Linked DNA regions of Mus musculus: region 2 is linked to region 1. The links are chromatin contacts, called in public promoter capture Hi-C maps. All regions are on one chromosome and are shown on one strand. The core of a region is the stretch at or near the end of the contact, and the rest is flanking DNA. Distances in the headings are between cores, read along the strand shown.

Evidence for each region. Capture Hi-C pulls out chosen DNA fragments and counts their contacts.
Region 2: a promoter capture Hi-C map of adipose tissue shows a contact between it and region 1. The contact joins the promoter of Hydin here to the promoter of Zfp612 in region 1. A contact is called at or near these places in 2 of 39 promoter capture datasets (cranial neural crest and embryonic stem cells) and 1 of 9 other capture datasets (adipose tissue).

Annotation. Positions count from the first base shown.
Region 1 is chr8:110,077,139-110,082,678 of GRCm38.p6, reverse strand. It overlaps Zfp612 (zinc finger protein 612), which reads right to left and starts at 2,945. Exons shown (of 5, transcript NM_175480.4): 1 at 2,675-2,945; 2 at 1.
Region 2 is chr8:110,264,157-110,269,696 of GRCm38.p6, reverse strand. Hydin (HYDIN, axonemal central pair apparatus protein) reads right to left here and starts at 2,720. Exons shown (of 87, transcript NM_172916.2): 1 at 2,666-2,720; 2 at 2,247-2,428. The coding sequence starts at 2,361. Gm26832 (a long non-coding RNA gene) reads left to right here and starts at 2,675. Exons shown (of 5, transcript XR_879191.3): 1 at 2,675-2,813; 2 at 3,747-3,900; 3 at 5,196-5,386.

The DNA of each region.
Region 1 (5,540 bases), core at 1,696-4,195:
GCTGAGAAGAAACAGGGTGGGGGAGGGGTGTAAGGTGAGCCATCCCAATCAGGAGCATAGTTAAGATCTGAGTTGGTTCCCAGACAGGAACAGGAGCTGCCAAAGAAGATGGAGCGACCCCTCACTGGTTCCAGGTGTCCTTCCCAGGTAGGACACTGATGCTCTCAAGTTGGCTGCCAAGAAGCCTGTGATTTGGCAGTTCTTACAAGCATCATATAAAAGTATTTATAAAACTTAGGCAGAGCCTAAAGGATAACAGACCAGGACGAGAGGATTCAGTTCTAGGGAGAACATTATCAACCCTAACTCATTTCTCTGTCTGCAACTGAGCATCATTTGCAATGACAGCGCAGGACAGGCCGGCTGGGTCAGGTCTGGGAGTCAGGCTGCAGGAATACCACATAGATAGGAGGCGGCTGCCCCTCTGCCTGCCAGTTCGAGCCTTCTTGGTGTCAAGAATCCTCACGCTTGCCAGGAGGGATGGAGCTGGGGGGCGAGGATCAGAGGTGGAGGCCAGCCTGGGCTGCAAAAGACCCTGCCCCAAAACAACAGAAGGACCCTGATGAATCCAGGGCATAACAGTGCCTACTTGTAACCCCGGCACTCAGGAGGCCAGGGCAGAAAGCTCCGGAATTCAAAGTTCAAGGCTACTTTGAACCACACAGGAATCCTGTCTCAACAAACCATGGGGGAAGGAGGGGGGGGGGGATGCACACAAAGAAACAAATGAACCCTAAGGCTTTTGTGCAGGTCTCATCCATGGCCTAAGCTAACCTTGAGAAAGCTTGGCTAAAATAAGAGAGGTATCAGGCTGCCTTTCAGTTCTCGAGCTAACCTGTCCACTTTGGATCAGCTATGCCAAGTGGAGGCTTTCTGCAGTTCTCCTAGGCAGAGACCAGCTTTACAAAGCTGTAAGCAACCTTCACAAGGACTTATACCACATCTACATCATTCCTGCTGTCTGGCTTCTCCCATATTCTAAGATGCCTGTTGTAGCAGACTGCAGGCAAATAAACATCTATGAGGCCGCCCTTGACCATCAGGGGGCAGGATTTGATAGGTAAGTGCTTTTCCCATTAACCCTAGAAGGACATCTTTTGAGATTCCAAGGCTCCTCAGAGACCCTGCAAGACAGAACCTGTTGAGGGCCAAAGCTGGTAAGGCAACCTTGTATGCACTTTATTAAAGCAAACTAAATTGGCCTAAGAAAGCCTTCTGACTCATATACCAGAGTCCTGACCTGTAGAGAATTGCAACCTAACTCAGTATATAAACACATTCAAAACCTAACTTCAGAACTGAGTCTCAGCCAATCATAGTGGCCAGGCTGATCAAACTAGGTTCAAATAAGGCAAGCTCCAGGCACAAGCCAACTGAGCTAGCTCTTCAGTACAGGTCTTCTCCTGTCTATAAATACCCAGCCCCATGGCATCCCCAGTCTTACAAGTTGTTGTGGTGTCAATCATTCTTTGCCCAACTGAACTGTTATATTTAATTTGTCTATATTTTTTTTCTATTTTGCTATCTTTGTCCTTCACTCTGTCCAGGCGACTATATTCTACTCATAGCTAAATTCCCACAAACAAAACAAAACAAAACCCTTTGTCCTACGTTCTACATCTTGAAAAACCTAGACTACAAAAGGATTTTTAAATGTTTCTACCTCTTCAAATTGCAGGAGTTTCCCCAGCCATTTTCATTATGACTTATTTGGCAATTAAAAAACTATCAGGCTGTAAATTTTCCTCTGGCTCAGAATTAACCCTTGACCAGGAACACTCGATGCCAAATGTGTTTGGAAAACTCTATATCCACATCAAATCTTAAAAATGTCTACAAAGGGGGTGCCCAGGAAGGGGGGGTGTGAAATGAATCAAATGCATTCTACATTTGTATGAAAATTGCCTGTGAATAAAAAAGCTTGAAAAATGTATTCCTATGGATATTCTCATGTGTAGGAGACATGCACAAAGTATCCATCGTCAGCACTATTTGTGATGCATAACCAGCCTGAAAACAACCTACCCATCCCCTGAAAATACAGCTTCTGTATTGTTTTTATAGCTGGACCTTACCCAGCTGACATAGACACTACTTAGAAATTAACCAAGTACTCAAAAACAACAACAACAACAAAGCTTAAACTGTTGCATATGTATACACTTTTAAAAAAATAGGCTGTGGTAAACACAAAATTCAAAATAGTTGTTACATCTGAGGGTGGGAAGAGTCTGAGAGTCAGATGAAGAACGAATACACTGATGGATGCAGCATAAGGACCAGATTCGTTCTTATCTGGCTGCGCATAGGTAAGCATCCGTTACTTTTCTTTCTCTTAAAACTCTTTCTCTGTGTCTATCTCTGTCTCTGTCTCTCCCTGCTCCCCACCTTGGAAAAATAAGTGTTTTGGCTACGGTTATAGCCGTAAGAGACCTGCATCCATCCAAATGTCGCACTGCCTTCTACGGGGTATGAAATAGCAGCAATTCTGAAACTAGTCTGTGTGTACTCTTGCCATGTCGTCATCTTGTGTGCATGTGTGGGGCCTGACGTCGATGCAGCAGACCAGGCCTTAAGCTCGCTCTGTCCCCAACGGCTGAGAAGTGGCCCTGCTTTCCCTGCGGTGGCCCCGCGCCCTTCACCCTGCCTGGAGCCCGGGACAAGCAGTACACACCTGCAGGGCCGCGGCGGGTCAAGAGACCTGCGATGTCACCTCGAGCCGCTTCGCCCCCGCACGCAGCTACCCCTCTGTGAAGTGACACAGCTTCCCCGATCCGCCACCTGCTGAGTTTTCTGGGTCTGACAATGGTCGCCACTCAAGCGTCACCGCTGTGGACACGGAGACTTGGTGGCCCGCGAGGCTGGCTGCGGGAGCCCCTGCGTGCTGTCCGCCAAGACACACCGCGAACCGCAATGGGTCCGCACTCACCTGCGCAGCACGGTCCGCGCGCGGCCGGAAGTGCGTCACCGGCCCGACCCCGCCCCTCTAGGAGTGCTGCCCCCTCCCTCTCTGGGGTGCCCGCCTGGCCTCTGCGGTTCTCTGTCGCCTAGGACTCAAGCTCTTTGTCGTGGGCCATGGGTTCTGATGTCTTAGGACCCTTACTCCTGGAGTACTGGATAGACCCACCCGAGAAAGGCCACCCGAGTTTATGTCTTGGTAAAGCTGGAGGTGCCAGCAGGTGGACTGTGCCAGTGCGTCACAGGCTGGAGGACCCAGGGTCCACTTTAAAAATAAATGTTATGTAATGTCATGCAGGCCTGCTGCTGGGCCTTGATTGCAGTTGTTCTGGAAGCTGAGGCTGGAGATGGCGCTTAATGATACACTGCTTCTCGGGCACTCTGGGTTCAAAAACCAGGACAAATAATAATAATAACAACAACAACAACCTGATTTCCTACCATGAAATTCATAACTACCTGCTGTTGACACAAGAAAACAACTCTTACCTTAAAGGGGATAAGAGATAGTTTATTCTCAAACCAAATTTAAGTGATCATAGCCCAGGAGCCCAGATTTAGGTTGCCCCAAATTCCACGTTCCAACGCGGAAGCAGTTTTATAGTTTTACAGATCAAAAAAGTCCTAAATCAAAGTTTAAGATATATTGGTTGGGCCGGGCGGTGGTGACGCACGCCTTTAATCCCAGCACTTGGGAGGCAGAGGCAGGCAGATTTCTGAGTTCGAGGCCAGCCTGGTCTACAGAGTGAGTTCCAGGACAGCCAGGGCTGCACAGAGAAACCCTGTCTCGAAAAGAAAAAAGAAGAAAAAAAAAAAAAAAGATATATTGGTTGGGTGCATCAGAGAGGTCGGTACAGCAAGATAGGGGTCGCCTTTCTATATTTCAGATGGATGCTATATGATAACCTTCTTGGCTTTTGTGTTGGTGGAAGTCAATGGCCTGTTACAAGATCCCAACAGGTGTTTAATCTATATTACAGGATGTTAGTTCTTACAGAAAAATAAGCAAGAAATGGTTATTCAAAGTGGTAACACTGGCCCAAAATAAGATAATTAGCTAGCCTTGGCACCTGTAGCATTCCAATATCTCAACAGCACTATAGTTCAATGAGTCAGTCTCTGTAGACATGACTTCTGTTCGGGAACTGAAAATTGGCACTGCCTAGAGACCCACAAGTAATACATAGTAGAGGATACATGAAAATGATTTATAGTAACAACACTACTTTGGTCTAATGGCATACATATTTGCCATTGTCCCACATGGAATTCGGATGTCAGAGCCACAGAGCTCCTGTCTTTCGCTGGTGTTTCCAAAAATCACAAGAGCATGATCTAAAACGGTGAATGCTCTTTTGACAGAGTTCTGAGTGAAACACAGAATGGTTTTTCTCTTCATGATGCTGGAGTCAGATTCCTGGAATTGCTACACGCGTTGTCTGAGTCCTAGATTCTGGCCAAGGTTTTCACTTACATAAATGACTAGTCACACACTAGCAAGTCTTCCTCTGTAGCCAAGACTGTCTTACATCGTCGGCTTTGTGGCACTTCTGACTTTCACCCACAATGCTACCCCTCACCATCACCATCAAAGGTTAAAAAAAAAACAAAAAAACAAAACAAAACTTACCCCACACAAAGTCCCAGAATGAACCCTGGGGGACATTAGACAGTACTAAAAGCTACTGGGTTGGACCCTCTTTACAAATTCTCCTTCCTGGACATGCTCCCAAAACCCCACTCCTCACTGAGGAGCTATTGAGAATTGACGGCTGCTTGGGAAAGGGGAGTCTATTTTCTTCAGGGAATGGGATGTGGTCCCTCTGAGCCTACCCATGCTCCAGGACTAGCAGCACTAAGAGGACTCAGTGAGTTCTAACAAGAACTCATGAAGTTGGAGGGAAAGAGATAGGAGGGGGAGGGGATTGGATAGAGGAGAGGGAATGGAGGTTGTCAAAACCACTACATGTGTGTATGAAATTCTCAAGCATTGAAAATGAACCCCCTTCCTGACTCTGGTAACACAGTTCTTTCTTCCTTCCAGCTTGGCTCGTCCCCATCCTGCTGTACCCTCCTGGCTCTCACCACACCCATTTTCTTTGCTCTTCCTGCACTTGCACACAAGCACAGAATGCTTTCTCCTTACCAGTCCTACCCTTCCTGTTACAGGAAACATCAGCTAAAATCCCACTCCTCACAGAAAGTGAGCCTTCTCCAACCACCCAGAACAAGGTGGGAGCCCCCACTTATATGCCATTACAGCACCCTGTACTTCTCAGCTTTTGGCACATTTTTGCTTAGTTAGTGTTCATAGTTACATAACTATTTGTCTTTTCTGGTAGTTCCAAAAAGCAGGGATCATACATGCACATACATATATTACAGAAGAAGACTTGTTAGTGTGTCATTCATGTAAGTGAAAATCTTGACCGGAATCTAGGACTCACACATGCATGTTCACACATTTTAACATGTAGTAATTCCAGGAATCTGACTCCAGCATTATGAAGAGGAAAACCATCCCGCGTTTCACTCAGAACTCTGTCAAAAGAGCATTCACCATTTTGGATCACACTCTTGTT
Region 2 (5,540 bases), core at 1,471-3,970, 190 kb before region 1:
ACATATTTTATGATTCCATTATTCGGAGAGTACAGAATCAGAAATCAGATCATTGTCACAAAGAGGGCCAACTAGAACAAGACACAAGAGAACTGTCTGAGCTACTAGAAATAATTCTATATACTTACTGTGGTGGGTTGAGTTGTCACACAGACCTTATCTTTTTGAAACCAGCTTATGGAATTGTACAGACAAATGGCAGACGTTTTAAGAGTACAAGCTATGTGTCAATAAACCTGGTTTTAAAAGTGTGTGACATAATTACTAGTGTTTTATAGGCCCACAAAGAACAGTTATCATTTATGGGTTATTTATGTCAAACACAGCTTCCTGGAAAAACAAGAGCAAGAAGAGTGTCCTAGCATGGTTTCTGTGGCTGTGATAAAATATTATCACCCAAAGGAACTTCGGGGGCACAAAGGGTGTATTTGGCCTATAGGCTAAAGTCTGTCATCAAGGAATGCCGGGTAGAGGCTGAAAAGAGGAACCACAGAGAAAGCTGCCAACTGGCTTGCTCAGCTAGCTTTCTTTACAGCCAGGGCCTGCATGACTATTAGGGATAGCACTGCCCACATGGGGATTAGACCCCTCCCACATCAGTGATTAAGAAAATGCCCCACAGGCCAATCTGATCAAGGCAATTCTTCCACCGAGGTTCCCTCTTCTCAGATAAATGAATATCTGTGTCAAATTGACAGCTGAAGCTAGCTATGATCAATGTACAGGGAGGAAATATTAATTTTATCTCAACGCAACATACAGTGAATTAGTATCCTGCGTATGGACAATGGCCCCGGTGCACCATTTTCTTTTTCTGATGCTTTGACAATACCATGACCAAAAGCAACTTAGAGGGGGAGGGTTCATTTCAGTTTATAGGTTACAGCCCATCGCTGAGAGAAGTCAGATGGATAATTGAAGGAGAATCCATACAGGAACATTGCTTGCTGGCTCACTGGCAGGCTCATGCCTAGCTAGCTTTCTTATACAGCCCAGGACCCCCTGCCAAGGGAATGGTGCTGCCCACAGTGGGCTCAAGATGATTCCCCACAGATATTCCCACAAGCCAATCGTGAGATTCCCTTCTTAGGTGATTTTAGGCTGTGTCAAGTTGACACTAGAACTAAATGGATATCTAGAAATCAATATGAAAAAGGGCATCTGCATTTTAAAAGGCAGCGGATTCACATTAGAGCCGTTGTCAATAATGAACAGTCAGAGACTACTCTATTGGACTAGCAATCAGGGAAACACAAATAAAGTGATCGCCATTCTTTTCCCATCAGGATAATAAAAGTCTTAAAGAACGGGCATTTCAAGCATTCACCAGTATCCAGGGCAAGCCGCACAAACTGAGACAATGAAGCTCACTATACTCAGGAGTGTTGGAAAACAAAACAGGTAACTTTAAAAATAGTTGGATGGTTGTCGTTGCAGGCCCATTAATGCGTGAGCCTGGGCCCTAAAGCAAGATCAATGGTCCCAATTGTGCTGGTGAACATTAGTGCAGGGACAGCTGTGCAAACTGTAGAAATCACAGGGGTGTGAGTGCGAGATGGTAAGAAGGGAACCTCCCAGCCCCCAGCCAAGCAAGGTGTGATTCCCCACATGAGCGGATGCTCTCCAGGAAGAAACTGATGTGAACTTGGGATCCCCAAAACACAGACGAACAATGACTCAGTGGGTGGGCGCATATACCCTCTAGTGATTTGTGAGGATGACTGGGAAAATGTCTAATACATTTTATAAAATGTCCTTAAGGAGTCCCACATTGAAAGCTTTTTGGTGTTTCTGTGACTGTCTGGGTTTGGAAAAAAAAAAAAAAAAACCAAACAAACTCATTATCCTGCATGAGTTTGGATTTTTTTTTTTTAAACTAGTTTCAAATTTGATCTTAATTAAGGTCTGAGTTCTAACACGGACGCCCGTGACTCCACTGTTTATGCTCGTTTAAAATAGAACTCTTGTTCTACAATCTTCCAGACAAGCTCCAGGTGGTACTAGACATGAAGTGGGGCCCAAGTTGCTTTAAGTAAAGATAAGAGCTAAAACACAATCGTCTAATTAACACTCGGGCGCTTGTAATGTTCCGAAATAAAAAACGAAACAACCCCAAGCAGAATCAGGATTCCAGAAATTGAAGCACACACAGAACCCAGGGCCCCGAGGACAGCACAGACCTACAAAGCGCTGGTCCCCAGCTCCAATCCTGGGGCACTCTCTGAGCCCTAATTGCGCACACTCACAGAGAGGCACAGAGGCGGTTAACTGTTGCAGTCTTGCTTCAGGGTCGCATAAGAAGAGCACGTTTGGGATTTTTTCCTTTATATAATTAGCCACACATTTGATCTTCAGGGTCATTTTGAGAACGGGGCAGGAACAGCTGAAGGAAGGGCATGGGACCTGCCATCCATTTTCCTAGGGAAGACTGAAAGCGATTTGCCCAAAGCTGAAGTTAGAAGCGAGCTTCCAGGCGGGAATCCCAAGTACAGAAATCCAAGATCCCCTAAATTCAGTGGGGTGAACAGTAGGGGCCATCTCATCAGTCCCCATAAGCTCACTCTTTCACCCTGAGACCATTGAGAGATCCGGTAACCTCTGTACACTCAGAATCCCAGGGCAAACTCCACACCGCGCTCCCTGACGAAACTGGGTTTCAACTCACAGTCTCTGCACTTTTTGCGCGCCACTTTTTGCTGCACTGCCGAGTCCATCTTGTTACCATCTGTTGCCACAGCAACCGCAGAGTGTGGCTCACACTCTAGTAAGAGGAACGATGATTGGAGGAGGCGGGCGTCCCTAGCAACCGCCAGGTAATGAACCAACAGATTTCCTTTACAGTTTCCTGACCCACAAGCTTCTCTCCCACCCCAACGCCTTCCTTAGCCAGACCTTTCCTGGGTCTTCAAAGCCACTTCACACATGATCTCCGCGAACACCTGCCTCTTGGTGATTCAATCGGGATCCCCATTTCCACAGGAATGTTTAGCCTGTGGTCCTTTGACTTCCTCCAGGGGTCCAGAAATGCCCTTCAGTTAAGTGCTGAAGGAACTGAAAGCAATTCCTAGGACACTGGATGCCCATAGCATCCCCAAAGAGTAACTTTTAGATGGATTAGCCCGTCTTTCTTTTAGGAGACAGAAAATAAAGTGGTGTTCTTCCCAGAGTTCGTTTACAAGTATTTAAATCAGCCCTTAAAACACCTCCCAAAGATTTTTACTAGTGATCTTTCTTTACTCATTCGGAAAAAAAATTTAAAAATTAAAAAAAAAAAACCCACATAGCTAATGATCAGTGATTATTGGCCAAATATTAGTCACCAAGGGAATATTCTAGGCACTAAAAGATTCCAACTGCCAAGAGGGCTTCACCAAGAGTTTACCTCCGGTATGCACACGGTCATAGATGGTGTTATGCATGTTGTCAACAGAGTTATGGCGGGGGAGAGGGGGACGTGGAGCTGGACAGGGTTGTCAGGGATGGCTCTTTTGAGAAGACAGCCCAGAAGCTGAAACACTGGAAGATAAAAGTGACTGGCGGGCCAAAGAGAGAGCAGGGCACAGCAGAAACAGGAAGTTAAGGGCAGAGCTGAGATTGAGTTAGTCCCTTCAGCAGAGGGGGCGGGGAGGACTGTGATGAGATATAAGGAGATGGCTCTTTGCAGAACTGGCCCCTCCTCCTCCAGTACCCAGTGCTCCTGTCCCCTGTCACACCCTATCATGTCACCCAATTTATTTCCTTCACAGACCTTCGTTAGCTTCTTTTCGCCCTGTGGGCTCCATCAACACAGACTGCATTATTTCCATCCCTGCACTTAAAATAGTAACCGGTCTGAGACGAACACCGCATAAATACTTGTTGGCTGCATGAAGTGGCACACCGCAATACCAGGAACCAGGGGTAACTGTGGGGGTGTGAAAGAGAGTTAAGACAGAAAAGCTTCTGTCTTCAGGGACTTTGGATGCCTGTGGAAGAAATGAATTACAAACTGTACTGGCAAGCCATGTGCAGAACTGGGTGGTTTCATTTCTGAGTGTTATGGGAAGTCATTCTGCAACCCCCCCCAAAAGTTCCTTTATTCTTTCTATTGCATCTCAATTCAAGGTTGCACATGTAAAATACCTCCTGTATACCAACCACTGATAAGGAGCCATCAAGACAGACATCAACTCTGTCTGAGGAGCTTATGCCCTGTGGACAGTATGCCCAGCTCAGTTGACACTGGTGGCAATCTATGGCCTCCGATGGCCACTGAGTTCTTGCCTTGTGTCTGCTCCTAACTAGAAGGTGGGATAGATGTGAACTTGTGTCATAAAGACTTTGAGGAAAAGAAGAATGAAAAAAATACCTCTTTGCTAATTTAAAAAATATTGATTTCACATTGAAATGACGAAGTTTTAGATATGCTAGGTTGGACGTTTTGTTATTAAAACCAATCTTCAATTTTCTTCTGCTTAATATGGCTGTTAAAATACATATGCGCCTAGTCTTAAAAATGCACTTGACAGTGCCTCACTACCAGGAGCCTGATGCCGACTGAATGCACAAATGAATTCTCAACATGATGTTAAAGTGGTCACTGGGGCTTGGCACATGGAATAGCAAATTTCCAACAGATGAAGCAGACCAATATTTTTGCAAAGAGAACAAGGCAGACATCTCTCGAAATCTCTTTGCACATACTGAGCATGTTCAGGGTCAGAAGGGAGCCACTACGGAAGATTTCCTCAGACGTGGCTGAGAACTGACACCCTTGAACCCTCCAGACAAAAGAACAGGCCTTTGAGGAGAACTCCTTTTCCAAGAAGGTTTTCAGTGTCCTTTATGGTGGGAAAGTGAAACAGCTCTTCTTAGACAATACTCCATGAAATAACAGCTCTTTCTATTCAGGGGTAACAAGGGCTATATAAACTTCGGGGAGTGGTAGGATTGGGTAGGAGAGAGTGTACATTGTTGGCTCAGGCTGAGGTGCCAGGAATGCTTTATTTTGCCTGTAGGTGGATTCCAGGTGCTTACACCTGTAATTTGGTCTAGAGGCTACTTGACTCTCCCAAGAAGGACAGAGGTAGGGGGTCATTGGGCAGGCAGAATTGGGAGGGAGTGATCCTTACTCCTGCTGGTCTCAAGATGAGATTCTGTTCTCAAGAGAAGATTTTCATAGTTTCAGATGCATCTTGACCACACTCTTGTTCTAGATCTGTTCTCCCCAGTTGCACTCCTCCACCCCTGAGGTCATTCCTTCACTGTCATTGGAGACTACTTCTTCAGGATTCCAGCTCATCCTGACGACCAGCCGGGATATCCAACCTTGTGGACTGAACAACTACTGGATTCTTAGACTTCCAATCAGTAGAAAGCCATTACCAGACTAGCTGGACCATAGTCTGTAAGTCTTTCTAATAAATCCCTTCACACACACACACACACACACACACACACACACACACACAGAGTCAGTTCTGTTCCTCTAGAGAGCCCTGACTAATGATACATGTTTCTTTTCCCTCTGTACACTTCCTGTCTTCAACAGGTTCAAGGTC